2 separate regions of the Sus scrofa genome follow, and region 2 is linked to region 1. A link is a contact called in public HiChIP or PLAC-seq data. All regions are on one chromosome and are shown on one strand. The core of a region is the stretch at or near the end of the contact, and the rest is flanking DNA. Distances in the headings are between cores, read along the strand shown.

The links. HiChIP or PLAC-seq counts read pairs in DNA pulled down with a chosen protein or histone mark.
Region 2: an H3K27ac HiChIP or PLAC-seq map of alveolar macrophages shows a contact between it and region 1. The contact joins the promoter of CAB39L here to the promoter of KPNA3 in region 1. A contact is called at or near these places in 2 of 5 promoter capture datasets (fetal liver and liver) and 1 of 2 datasets of contacts at active chromatin or transcription factors (alveolar macrophages).

Annotation. Positions count from the first base shown.
Region 1 is chr11:17,946,387-17,949,970 of Sscrofa11.1, reverse strand. KPNA3 (karyopherin alpha 3 (importin alpha 4)) reads right to left here and starts at 1,761. Exons shown (of 17, transcript NM_001190230.1): 1 at 1,663-1,761. The coding sequence starts at 1,731.
Region 2 is chr11:18,296,045-18,299,441 of Sscrofa11.1, reverse strand. CAB39L (calcium-binding protein 39-like) reads right to left here and starts at 1,773. Exons shown (of 11, transcript XM_003130971.6): 1 at 1,493-1,773. SETDB2 (histone-lysine N-methyltransferase SETDB2) reads left to right here and starts at 1,208. Exons shown (of 14, transcript XM_013980508.2): 1 at 1,208-1,341.

The sequences.
Region 1 (3,584 bases), core at 512-3,011:
ATAGAGGCAAAAAAAAAAGGGGGGGGGGAAGAATGTTAATTAGTTCTTCTGTACAAACAATACAAGTATTTTTCAAACTACATTAAGTTTTGCTTTATGACAGAGGTAAGCTTCAAGAAAAATGACTGATGATTACGGTTCAAAATTACCTATCATCAAGAGGACCAATAACAAGAAGCAGTTCCAAATTTCTTACTGCTATTCTTAAGTTGCACTTTTGCTTACAAGTATTTCTCACTGTAAAATTGAACAATGACCAGGACAGAAAAAAGATGACTTTTATCTGTCTCAATAATATGAAAATTCCAAGGCATTTCCCTACGTTTTTCTCCAATTACTATTTAATTTTGTGGCTCCGAAAAACGGCCTCAGTTTTGTCTGTTCTTCTACAAAACAGAACACTGAACGGTATATTTTCCCCACCACCTTCTCTCTTTAAGACAGGATAAAATGCGCACTTCTTCGTCACACTGGCCGCTTAGCAAGAATGAGAAAACTGCAAATCATGTCACCTAGTAAAAGAAAAGAAGGCTGTGGACCTGAAACCACTTTCCCCCAACAATCCAGAGGTCAGAGTCCCAGTGAAGTTTGTGCATTACACTAACTACACTGCTTTTAGAAGCTGCAGAGAGACCTCTAGCGCTGCCTGGACAAGCCGAGTTTGCAAACAGTACCTGCTAATGTCACCTTAATGAGACAATGGCAACATGCTGAGTAGCAACGAACTGAGTGAACACGATCAATGTTTACAGTTTTGCAACCACTTGGAAATTCTACCAGCTTAGCGCAAGGCCGTATGAACCTATGTATCCAATTTATTTCAGTAAAACGTTTCAAAGACATGATTACCCTATGCACACCCTCACTACAAGAAAAGGCTAAGAAAAGAGGTCCTGTGAGCGGAGGTCGGAACAACGTCTCTTCCAAAGCCTCAACACAATAGACGGTAAACTATTGTCCACCTTCAGCTTGCTCCAAATGCCAGCAGTAACAGGAGTATGAGCTGGAAAAGCAAAGCGCGACTGGTCCAAAGAACCGCACTGGAATATAAGAAAATGGTCCTAGCGCATCCTACCCTCCCCCATTCACCACCCTCAAACAAGTCAGTTACCCGGCTGGTCCCCACCCCCCTCTGCGGGCCGCCACCGCCCGCCTGGGCCCGGCTCACAGAAGGTAGGCGCGGGGACCGGCAGAGCCGAGGCTCCATGTGCAGCAGCGCGGGAGGCACTGAGGGGGCCGCGCCGGGCAGGAGGCTGCACGGGCAGCGGGCGCGAGCCGTGGCCGCCCCCTCGGCGGGGCGGTCGATGGACCCGGGCGGCAGCATCCCCCCAGCCCGCGAGGCCCCAGCCCGCGGACCCCGCCTCAGCTCCACATCTCTTCCTCGCCGACAGCAGGCCGCGCCCGCGTGACGGGGCCGAAAACCCCGGCGTTTCCCGGACTCCGCGCCGGCAGCTTCGAGAGGCGGCTGCAGCCCGGCCCGCGTCCCGCCGCCCGCTCCGCCCAGCCCCTGGCCGCGGTGACGGGAGACGGTAGCTAACTCCGACCCACCGCGAGCCGGCGAAAACCAGCCCGGCGCCGGCCCCCCGCCCCTCCCCGCCGCCTCGGGGCCGGCGCGGCCAGGCGGGCGAGCCTGGAGGGCCCCAGCAGCGAAAGCACACTCACTTCCACATCTCGGCCCTTATTCTTAAAGCTCTTGATGCGGTGGTTCTCCAAGCCGGGGTTCTCGGCCATGGCTGCGCGCGGCTCCGGCGGCGGCTACTCCTGCGGCTGCGGCGGCGGCGAGTCTCGGCGCGGGAGGGGGAGGAGGGGGAGAGCGGGAGGGAAAGGGAGGAGGAGGGGGAAAGGCGGGCACGTTCCGTGACGCCTCCGAGCGCGAGGTGGCAGCAGCGCCGGGGGAGGCGCAGGCCGACAGACGGGCGGGGCGGGAACCGTGCTCTGGAACGGCGCGCTCTTGTGGAGGCCGGGGTCACGTGTCCGGGGCGGGCTCCGGCCTGGACGCTCGCCGGGCTGGATAAGTTCCACGTGGTACTCGGGATGACCCCGGCCCCAGCCCCTCCGCAAATCCTCCCCACAACCCCGCCGGGCTTCAAGTATGGTGCCAGCAATGGAGCCGAACTTAGCAGCTTTTACTGCCCCCGGGACGCGGGGTTGCGGGAGGAAACTACAGTTCCCAGCATGCCATTCCCTAGCGAGGGTAACTCTCCCGGCTTTGACAGAATCAGAAGAATGCCGGGAACCCTAAGCGCGCGTCTTTATGCGCGGCGCGCTCAGGGAGCCCGGGCGCGAGGCTCCGCCCCCAAGGCCGCCTCTGGGCGGGGAGTGGGAGGAGCTTCCTCGGAGACGGCACCTTGCGTCCTATTGGGAGGGAGGGGGCGGAGCTTCCTGGGAGGTGCACCTAGCTCCGTGTAGCCTAGAAAATTAGAAACCGATGCACGGCTGGTGCTTTGCTCTCTTGCTTCTTTGCGGGGGCGGGGGGGGGGGAGGGTGGCACGGGGGTCTCCTGAAATAGCAGCCACCCTCATTCGCTGTTCCTTTGCTCTGCTTTAGTTTTATAATTAGCATTTATTTCCACCTGACATGTATATATGTATGTATGTGATATGTGTGTGTGTCGATCTGGTTTACCGTATCGGAATTAGCTCAGTTAGGTAGGGACGTTAGGTATACTGCTGAATCCCTCCGTTAATACAGTGCCTGGCATGTCATGAATACTCAATAAATGCTTGAATAGATTAGTGCTCCGGCATCTGTCTTCATCATTCTCCCAAGCTCGGTTCTGCAACCTTCACTCTGGCAGGTCCTGCATTTCTGTACTCTCGATATTTCTGTTCCACCTCTGCACATAATCTTCTCGGCCCTCAGGAAGTAGTCAAGCCTTGGTCTGCAGACTCTTCCAGTCTAGCATCTTCCTTTAGGGTCATCGTAAGAATGATCAGGAGAAATGTGGATATATAACACTAATAGTTGCTTTTTGGGCAAGTGAGCTTCTTTGAATGTAGATGAAATAATGTAGTTTCAGAATCTATGGCAGCTATAAGGAGGTATGCAATGTTATAGTACAATTCAAATGACTGAAGTCATTCAAAGGTTGGGAAGGAATATAACCATAAAGAGGTTAAAGAAGATATTCCTTCAAAGCAAAGGGGAGTTAGAAAGCTCAAGGTCCAGGCTATGTCCAGGACATTTTTGTGAGTGCTGGGTGGTGGCCTGTCAATAAACAGGCTCACTTACAAGCTTCAGATAATTCTTGCCATACTGGATTGTCAGGCCTGCCAAAGGTCCACATTTTCAAGGGAAATCAAAATGCTGGGTTCTCTTTTCTTTACTTTTTAAATATTGATTCATGTTTGGTGGGGTTTGTTTTGTTTTGGCTGTACCACAGCATGCAGAAGTTCCCGGGCCAGGGATCAAACCTGCATCACAGCAGCACAGCAGTGACAATGGCCAGATCTTTAACCTGTTGAGCCACCAGGGAACTCCTCAATTTATCATTTTTTAATGCACTTTAGGGAATCAGTCACTTAAAAAGGCCTTCACATTATGTGATCCTAGTTGAATCACTCATTTGATGGGGAGGAAAACAC
Region 2 (3,397 bases), core at 524-3,023, 350 kb before region 1:
AATGTTACCCATACCTCCCAATTACTGTATTTTTAAAATTTATTCATTGAACAATTACACTTTTAGATATATACCAGGCACTATTATAGGTGAAAACTATCCAAAAGTTTTTGCATACATTTATGAGTGGCTACTTTGTTATTGGTGTTTGTTAGCACAAATCTCTTACTCTGATAGCCTATACAATCCTCCCTGGAAATCTGCCCAGGGTTGGTTCCAAAACTTCCCCCAGACACCAAAATCCCACATATACGTAGTACCTCAGCCATCAGCTCAACACTAAATTACTGATACTTACTCTTGTGACTTAAGTTTTTTAAGACTCAAGGATAAAAAGTAACCTTTAAATAGAAAATTAATTTTCAACTATTCAATTATTTTACTGTTTTCTTTGGTATTCCTGCACAAAATACATGGTACTATTGACTTGGTGGATTACTAGTTAGCCTTGGATAAATGAAAACGAAACTCAAGGCAGTATCTTCGCTTTTGTCTCATGAGTGTCAAAACTGCTACAGCTAATCACAAAATATTAGCCTTTTAGCCAGGTTTTGGGAAACAATAAATTTCCCCGTCAAAAAATGACCCTGCGTGCTTTCTACTTCGATTTTTAAAAATAATGAGGAAAAGGGGGTAATTCCTGTCTCCTTCCTGTCGTCCCCAAAGAGTTCAGAAGTTAGGATGTTTCTCTTGCAAAAACCTCTCCCAACCCACGACGAAGCAACCAAGCATGCCAAGGTAAGCCCAGACTGCTAAATCATCAACCAGATTGTAACCAGGAAAACCAAGAATTGACAAAATTCTCCTTCACTTCCACTGTTTCTGCAAAGACTACCACTTTTTAGCTTAAAAAAACCCAAAAACCAAAAAACACAACAACAACAACAACAAAACCACTGCAGGAATGCTGGCTGTACACTAATGAATACAACTGTCCAAATGCAGCACCTGACGCTCACTACAACCGGAAGATGGCCTTAGTCAGAGGTCAGCTGAGTAGAGCAAACACTTTATTAGTCCCTCCTCGAAAACCATAGAAAATGAAGACGTCTCTTTCGAATCTGAGGATAATCGTGGGGCGCCTCCCTCTCTCCCTTTTCATTACCAGCCTTTTTGAATCAGGCAGTCCATCAGTCAACCTTCTCTGTCAGTGAGGGGGTTTTCAAGACAAAGATAATTGGAATAGCTCTCTGGAACCCAAGGGATCATTCTTCAGGCACCAGAATCCCCGTCAAGCCCCCACAATAACATATCAAAGCCTGCGTTCCTCATCACCACCACCATTCGTCGCTCTTCCTAGCCAGGGCTGAGACTCAGACCAGGAAAACCTTTCCCTTGCAGGTAGGTAAGAAGGCACCAGGTCTGTTCCCTCGGGCCCCTCCTCTCCTCCACGGCTCCCTCAGGACACCTCTATATCTTGAACCGCTAAATCGGCTTGCAGCCGCCAAGAAGCCCTGTTCAGCCACACACAAGATGGCAGCCAAAGACCTACCGGAGGAAACAGCAGCGCCACTACTCCAGCGATGCCAGCCTCTGGACCGAGGGTATCCGCATTGGTCCAGCCAGAGAGCGCGAGACAACCCGCGAGCTCTGACAGCCAATCCGGAGGCTGCGCGCTCAAGCGCCGCCGCGGTGCCTACCGTTCACGCGCGGAACCCCTGAGGCGTGGACCCGGTGGGGTGGGCAACCAATGGGCTCCAGGCCAGGAGGTAGGAGCCGTCAGTGTCCGACTCCTCCCATTTAGGTTTGCTTTAGGTAGGCCTGGACGGTGGAAACTGGGCGGTCCTTCCTCCCTGGCTAAGGCGAGGTGGAACTGTGGTTGCTGAGGTGAGGTTAGTCGATGGTGAAGTACTTCCCGGCCAGGGGGCACCCGGCGCCGTGGGGTCTCGGGGGCGTGGAGTGAGAGAGGAGCCCTACCCGCGGGAGAACCCAGCCTCGCCAACCGTGCGGGCGGAGCGCAGTCCTCAGGTCTGGCAGGCGGCGTGGAAAGCGCAATCGAGCCAGTGTAACCCAGGTGAGGCCGTGAGTGGCCCTCCCGACAGCTTCTTTCGGCCCAGCACCCAGGAACGCGGTGGAGCTCTCGGTCGCGTGGATCCCAGCCCTTGCGACCTCCTTTCTCCTTTCACTCACGTGCATTCCCGGGCTGGAGAAGGGACCGAGGGTGCGCGGAGTTCTCAACCCATTTCAGTCTCTTGTCACCCGGTGCACACCTTCATGAGAGGTGATTCCTAAGCAACTGGGAACCCGAGGCTGTAAAAGGGGCTGCGGGAAGGGGATTGGAGTCCAAAATCCAGAAGCCGAACTTGACGGTTTAGCCACTGACCCATTTCACAGGTAAGACTCACAAACCCTCAGGAAGTAAAATCGTTTATTCAAGATCATGGAGTAGAGATCACATCCTAAGAGCTCCTGATTCTCATTAACCACAACCCAATACGTAATCATCCCCATTAGATCATTAAATAAAATATGAAACATGTAATTTTGCTCTTCGTCAGATGGAAACCTTCAGTGAGTTCTGTATGTATTAATGAATGAGGCAGTGGACTGGAATAATCAAAAAACAGGCTCAGAAACCAGGCTGCCTGGTTGTTCAGTTTTTCCCTGCCACTTACGGTGTGACATGCTTTAGCTTCCTCGTGACAGGATTGCTAATTTGTCCCACATGACTGTTAGGCAGAGTGATAAGAACGTGTGAAGTATTTTGAAGCCTGCCTGACACATGGTTTATACTCAATAAATGTTCATTACTATTATCACAATTAAAACACAAGGGGTAGAGAGGAAATAGCCACAGTTTCATAAGAGCCTATTTTTAAAAACGAAAAAGAACCAACCACTTAAACGAAACTGACTATTTTTCCATCAGAGTGAAAAAGTAAGAAGGGGAAAATATGAACGAACTTAAAAATCGTGTTATACTCTAAAATAACACTGGTTGTCTCTGGATGATGAGATTATGGGTGATTTAAGTTTTCTTCTCTGTGCTATATTTTGCAAATTTTCTTCAGCAAGCATGTTTTAATTTTGTAAGTTCCGTTACTTTTAAATTTTCAGAAGTTATGAACAACACTGGCAAGAACTTTCTTTAAAAAGAAGCTATTACTGAGTGTGCTTAATGCTATGCTAAATGTTTTTGCATCCTCCTTTTATGAAATTAGAACCTTACAGATAAAAAGCATAATCCACAATCCCTGAATTCCTTCTCCCCCAAAACTACACTCCAGACTTTGGTGCAGCGTTTTCAATGCTTTTTTACACTTACATAATCTTTATAGGTGTATATATTCATATATGTAATTATTTAAAATGGGAATAGTATCATACTATATAATTTTGTAACTATTCACCTGACTGTTTTTGCAGTGTAAACGTGTTATTACTTCATAGCTCACTA